2 separate regions of the Sus scrofa genome follow, and region 1 is linked to region 2. Evidence: chromatin contacts called from public Hi-C data. All regions are on one chromosome and are shown on one strand. Each heading gives the region's core, a stretch centred on a gene start, on an enhancer-like site or on the middle of the called end of the contact. The rest is flanking DNA. Distances are from core to core; before and after follow the strand shown.

Region 1 (2,700 bases), core at 17-2,516, 63 kb after region 2:
TCCACTCTGACTTGCAGTTTTCCAGGCCATGAGCTGGTCTGGCTGAACACCCTGGGCAGGGCCCAGCAGCGGCTTGAGGGAGGGGTGGTGAGGGGGGCGGATCCCAATCGGACTCCTACCCAGCTGGCGGCCCAAGGGTGACACAGGAAGGCAGAACTGCAGGAAGGGAGGTACTGGGTGGAGCCTGCAAAACGTAAAGCATGGTGTGGGTGGCTGCTTTGTCTAACTAGTCAAGAGTGGGAGCAGGATGGGAAAGGGGCCTTAGTATCTCCCACGAAAGAAACCATCTCTCTGGGAATACTTTCAAAGGGGTTCCCTCCGCTCTATGTGATGGGCAGGGGAAAGGGGCGGGGTGGGCCGTGGCCATAATTCACCTCCAAGGAGAAACGACTAGAGCTTTCCTCTCCTCTTTCCTCCCCTCCGTACCACCAATGACCCACCTCCCCGCCCTCTGTCCGTATTAACCATGGGTGGAGGCTCTCTAACTCGGCCTTTCTCAAAACAAGCCTTCTTCATGGCCACTTCTAAACTACCAGACGCCTGGGAGCTGCAGTCCCCCCCCTCATACCCCAACCCGGGCCCAAAACAGCGGGGGGTCGCCCCATCCCTCCTAAACGAGACTACAAAATCCAGAGAGCCATGCGCGACGGGCAAGGCCAACTCCCAGGCTTTCCGCAGGAGTCCACGTGGGAGATGTAGTCCGCCGACCGGGTGGCGCCTTTAGCTTAGAATGACAATGACGGGAGTGAGGGACTACAATACCCACAGTGCTCCCCGAGACCGGGGGCGGATGAAGCGGGCGCGGTGGCTTCCGGGGATAGTAGTCACACGACAGCTCCCGCGAATCCAAAGCAACGGCAAGAGTAGCGTGAGAGACTACAAGTCCCAGGGTGCACCGCAGGGAGGCGGTGGTCCAAGCCTTGCAGGCCCCGGCAGAATGACCAGGGCAATGGAGGGGAAGTCGTGCTCGCTGCGGGCGTGGGGAATGGGCTTACCGGTGTGTCGAAGGAGAAGGCGCATTCGTCTTTGTGGACCCGGTCTCCAGCCTTGGGGACCCGGATCGTCGGTAATACTGACAGCAGCGCCTCCTCACTCAGCTCCGCCATGACACCGGCAGCAGCTCCTCCACACACCGCGGCTCCCACTTCTAGTCCCCCACCCCCTACCCCTCCGTCCAATGAGCACTACTCGTTAGGTGCATGCGCTGAAGGGAGGACGCGCGAGAATGGCAGTTGGACGGAGCCTGCCGGCTAGTGCTCCGCCCTCTGCCCGCCTCTCGACTAAAGCCAATGAAAAGCGCTTCTAATGCAATCGTTGGTCGAAAGAGCCAATCCCACACCTCCAAGGGCAGAGCGCATGTAGAGCAGCGAGGTGGGCTCCGGAGTTTTGGCTGCTGGGATTCTGGGACTTTGCGTGCCTTCTTTTGAAGAGCAGAAACTGACAGTTGTTTAAACCCGTCCATTCCAGAAACCTTCTTTTGGATTTGTCCAATTCGAAAATAGACGAGCAGACAAGTATTCTTGGTATTTGAAAGGGGGCTGTCCAATGAGGCGGGGTTTGGGGATTAGTGCCGAGTGATTGCTAACTCTGCGGACCAATAAGGATTACTATCTTTAGGGCCTCAGAAAAATCTTCATAACTCCGTCTCCGACTGGATTATAACTGTAATAATTCCTGATCCTATTTTTTAATAAAATCATTTGATTTTGAAACTGGAGGTCTCAAAAGCGAAGACTGGCATTCCTCAAAATCTCACTACGGACTACTCGCAGCCCGATAAGGAACAAAAGTCCCCTTATCAAAGAGGCGTCACCCCTGGGTTGGGCCAGCCGCGGTCCCTCGGCCCCACGGTCTCTATGATAGACGTCCTCCCTACCCAATGGCTTCCTTCCCTGGAGGCGGGCCTCACATAGCGGACCTATAGGAGCCTGCGTCGGCTCAGCCAATAGGCTCAGGGTAGGGGCGTGGCGGGAAGTTTGAAACTCAGCTTCGGGAGTTGAGGATCAAGCTGCTTTGCACCCAAAGGTGGATTTGGGGCCTGGTAAGTGATTTGAATAAATTAGTGAAGAAGTTAGAGGGTCCAGCAGACTCGGAGACGCTGCCTTGTCAGCTTTATCAGCCGTTATCCCCGCAGGGACCTCTGGCCTGGCTACCAGACTGTTCCTCAGCGGGGAATGGGGAAGATCCGGTGGTCTGGGGTCAAAAGTCGAACGTGGTCGCAGTAAGGGCTAAGACCTGAGTCACTTCTCACAGGCATCCCCTCTTCGCCCGGGGCGGGCTCTGCCCCATCCTATTTCTCCTGCTTGAGATGGGCTCAGCCAAGAGCGTCCCAGTCACTCCAGCGCGGCCTCCGCCGCACAACAAGCTTCTGGCTCGAGTAGCGGACCCCCGTTCACCCAGCGCCGGCATCCAACGCACTCCCATCCAGGTACCCTGGGCCAGGGCGGGGGAGGCCGCGAAACTGAATTATTGGGCCTCTGCCTAACCTGATTTTGGAAGAGCTCTTACTCCCCCAACCCCCGCCACCTCCCTCTGAGGCCTTATTTTCCCTCATTCTCAATCTGGATGAAGTAGGTTGAGTGTCTGATGCCCTTGGCCAGTTCCCACCTGGAGTGTCAGCTGAGGCTAGAGATCTGGGAGAGAAGAGTCAGGGCTCAGACTTATTCTAGCCTTTGGTCCCGACAGGTAGAGAGCTCTCCA
Region 2 (2,700 bases), core at 144-2,643:
AGTCTGTCCCAGGGGTCCATCTACCAGTCACTCCCCCTCCAGTTGCCAAAGCAACTCCTGTCCTCCTACAGCACCCTCAGGGAAGGGAGCTTAAGAGTACCTACCCCGGCAGAAAAAAAGTCTACGCACAAAGGGAAATCTCGGAGCACAAAACACTAATGAAGATCCACCCACCGCTTAAGGAAACCACAGCTAGAGGCGCAGGGGTGTTCTGGGGGTTTGAGGGTGGGGGTCACGACTTGTTTGGTGTGCCTGTAAGATTGCCCAAATGCTCCCCTCTTTTTCCACCCTCCCGGAAACCCTTCCTCCCTAAACTCTCCCTTCAGTGTTCGCATCTTCCTCATCAGTTGCGGGAGGACCCACACTACCAGGCCCTAGCGTGCCCCTCTCCAAGAAGCACCTATGTCTGGGATTGCAAAAACAAGGTCAGAGGTGACCTGGAGTAGAGGAAAGAAAATTGAGTCACAAAGGCATCGCCTTCCCACTTCCACTCGGGAGCACCTCCCCTTCTTTTCAAGGGTGGCCCTCTCCTCGGCCATCTCTGAGCCCCCCTCAGTTCCATTCTCCTCCCTCATCAGCTACAATCCCTCTCTTTCCACCTACCACACCCCTTCCCCATTTCCCACCTCCCTTCTATACCTAGCACCCCGAACCCCAGGATCTGAAACCGGGTTCTGGGCCTTTGAGGCTTTTCCTGGAGTCCTCCTGCCCCACCTCGTTGCCATCTCTCCATTCCTTTTTGCCTTCGCCCCGAGGCCCCCCTGACGGGCATCCCGGTTTTCCTGCGCCAACCCTCCACCTCGGGGGTTCCTCTTTAGGTCCCGGGATTCTGGCCACACTCCCGCCCCACCAGCCCTCCTCCTGTGACTCTCCCACCTCCCCCCACCTTCCTGATCCTCCGGGCGTCCAGGCCCCCATCCCTCCTCCGGGGCCGGCCCCACCCCCTGAGCCCCCAGTCTCAGGCCAGCCAGGGCCCGCAGTAGGGGACCAGATCGGGGAAAAATAACAAATGGAGGCGGCGGCGGCGGCGGCGGCAGGAGGGGGAACTGGGAGGGGTGGGGGTGGGGAGCCGCGGGCCAGAACCCGGGCGAGCGCAAGGCCCGGGCGGCAGCAGATCTTACCTGTTTGTAGCTCGGGACGGCTGGCTGGCTCCGAACGGGATTTGGGGCTCCGGCGCCTCTGGGGGCGGCGGCGGCCGCTCCCCCGCCCCCCTCTCTTTCCGGCTTCAGTCGCCGCCGCGACGGCGGCGGCGGCGGCCCCGACCCCCCCGGAGGGCGGCCCCCATCTTCCCTCTTCCCCCACCTGGCCCCGATCGCCCGCCGGCCCCCGAAGCAAATCCCAGTCCCCGCTCTAGTTCTGCCCCTCCCCAGGCCCGCCGCCTACCCCGGCTGCCCAGAACGTCCGGGCCGCGCCGCCCGTCCGCCCCCGCGGCCAGGCCGGCCCTCCGCGCGGCTCCGACCCGCTGCCTCCCGCCAGCCGCCCGCGCCCGCCCCGCGCAGCCCGCACTTGCGCGATCCCCGGCCCCCTAGGCGGCCTCCGCCCGCGGCCCCCGCCCCTTCCCGGGCGGTCTTCTCCCTCGCCCCCTCCTGGCTCCTCCCTGAGGCCGGCGGTCCCCCTGAAACGGGTCCCGGCCCGAGGCCCCGGCCCGACGCGGGGCTGCGGGCGGGCGGGCTGGGCGGCGCGTCCGGCGACTCGCACAGGAAAGCGGACGGCGAAGGGAGGGAGCCTGGGAGAGGGGGATGGGAGAAGGGAGGAAGAGGGAGAAGGAGGGAGCGCGGAGGAACGGAGGAGAGAGGGGCAGGGAGGGAGCCGCGAGGGAGGGAGCGCGAGGCGAGCGGCGAGGAGGGGCGGAGAGGGGGATCGGAAAGGGGGAGGCGCCGCGCGAGTTGGCCAAGACCGAGGCCGAGGGGGCCGGGGCGCGGGGAGGGGTTCGCCGTGGCGGAATGCGGGGAGCCCGCGGGCCTGGCGCGGGAGCGGGCTGGGTAGGAGGAGCCGTGGGTTGTAGGGGCAGAGATGGGGGAGGCTGGAGAAGTTTGGGGGCCCAGGGCTGTGTGGCAGAGGCAAGGGGGGAGGTTGTGGGTATGTAGCAGAGATGGGGTAATGGGGTTAGGTTGGGGCGAGACAGAGCTTCCTGGGGACAATGAGATGTGTGACAGGGGAGGTGAAAGAAGCTTGGGGTGATAGTGTCTGGCAGACACCTAGCGTAGCAGGAAAGGTTTGGGAGGCAATCGTGCAAAGGGGCTGGAAGTTTGGGGGTCATAAGGAGGGGAAGATATTGAAAAGATGGAGACATATACAGGAGAACGGGATTTCTGGAGGAGAGTGAAGAGTTTGGGGGTGACTGGTGTTGACAAAGGGATGGGGAAGGTAAGAAGTTGGGGGAATGACAAACCTAGTGATGTCATGGGGAAAGAGAAAGCAAAGCTAGAAGAACCTTAAGAAAGGATGAAGGAGGTGGGGCCAGGTGCATATTCGAGGAGGACTGGGTTCTGGGTGGGAAGAGAAAGTGGGGGACAGGGACGGCTGGGTTCTGGGGGTGGGGGGTTCCAAAAGAGTGGAGAAGGGTGTCTGTGGGCAAGACAGGGTGGACAGAATGGGGCCAAAGTGGAGGGGGGTGTAAAGAAGATTAGGAGGAAATGTAAGCTAGACTAGCCCTTTGGTGACAAGACGGAGGAAGGGAGGTCCATGCCGGGAAGGACC

The links. A called contact is a pair of places that touch in the nucleus more often than the background predicts.
Region 1: a contact with region 2 is called in a Hi-C map of heart right ventricle, with 2.3 times the contacts expected there. The contact joins the promoter of USP5 here to the promoter of ATN1 in region 2. A contact is called at or near these places in 4 of 5 promoter capture datasets (fetal liver, fetal skeletal muscle and liver), 12 of 47 Hi-C or Micro-C datasets (alveolar macrophages, brain, embryonic fibroblasts and 8 more) and 2 of 2 datasets of contacts at active chromatin or transcription factors (alveolar macrophages and skeletal muscle).

Annotation. Positions count from the first base shown.
Region 1 is chr5:63,857,569-63,860,268 of Sscrofa11.1, forward strand. USP5 (ubiquitin carboxyl-terminal hydrolase 5) reads right to left here and starts at 1,267. Exons shown (of 20, transcript XM_001925784.6): 1 at 996-1,267. The coding sequence starts at 1,106. It overlaps CDCA3 (cell division cycle-associated protein 3), which reads left to right and starts at 1,337. Exons shown (of 6, transcript XM_013987400.2): 1 at 1,337-2,041; 2 at 2,254-2,428; 3 at 2,686-2,700. The coding sequence starts at 2,309.
Region 2 is chr5:63,794,255-63,796,954 of Sscrofa11.1, forward strand. ATN1 (atrophin-1) reads right to left here and starts at 1,394. Exons shown (of 10, transcript XM_003126540.5): 1 at 1,122-1,394. LOC110260590 reads left to right here. Exons shown (of 3, transcript XM_021091246.1): 2 at 819-979; 3 at 1,132-1,986. The coding sequence ends at 1,986.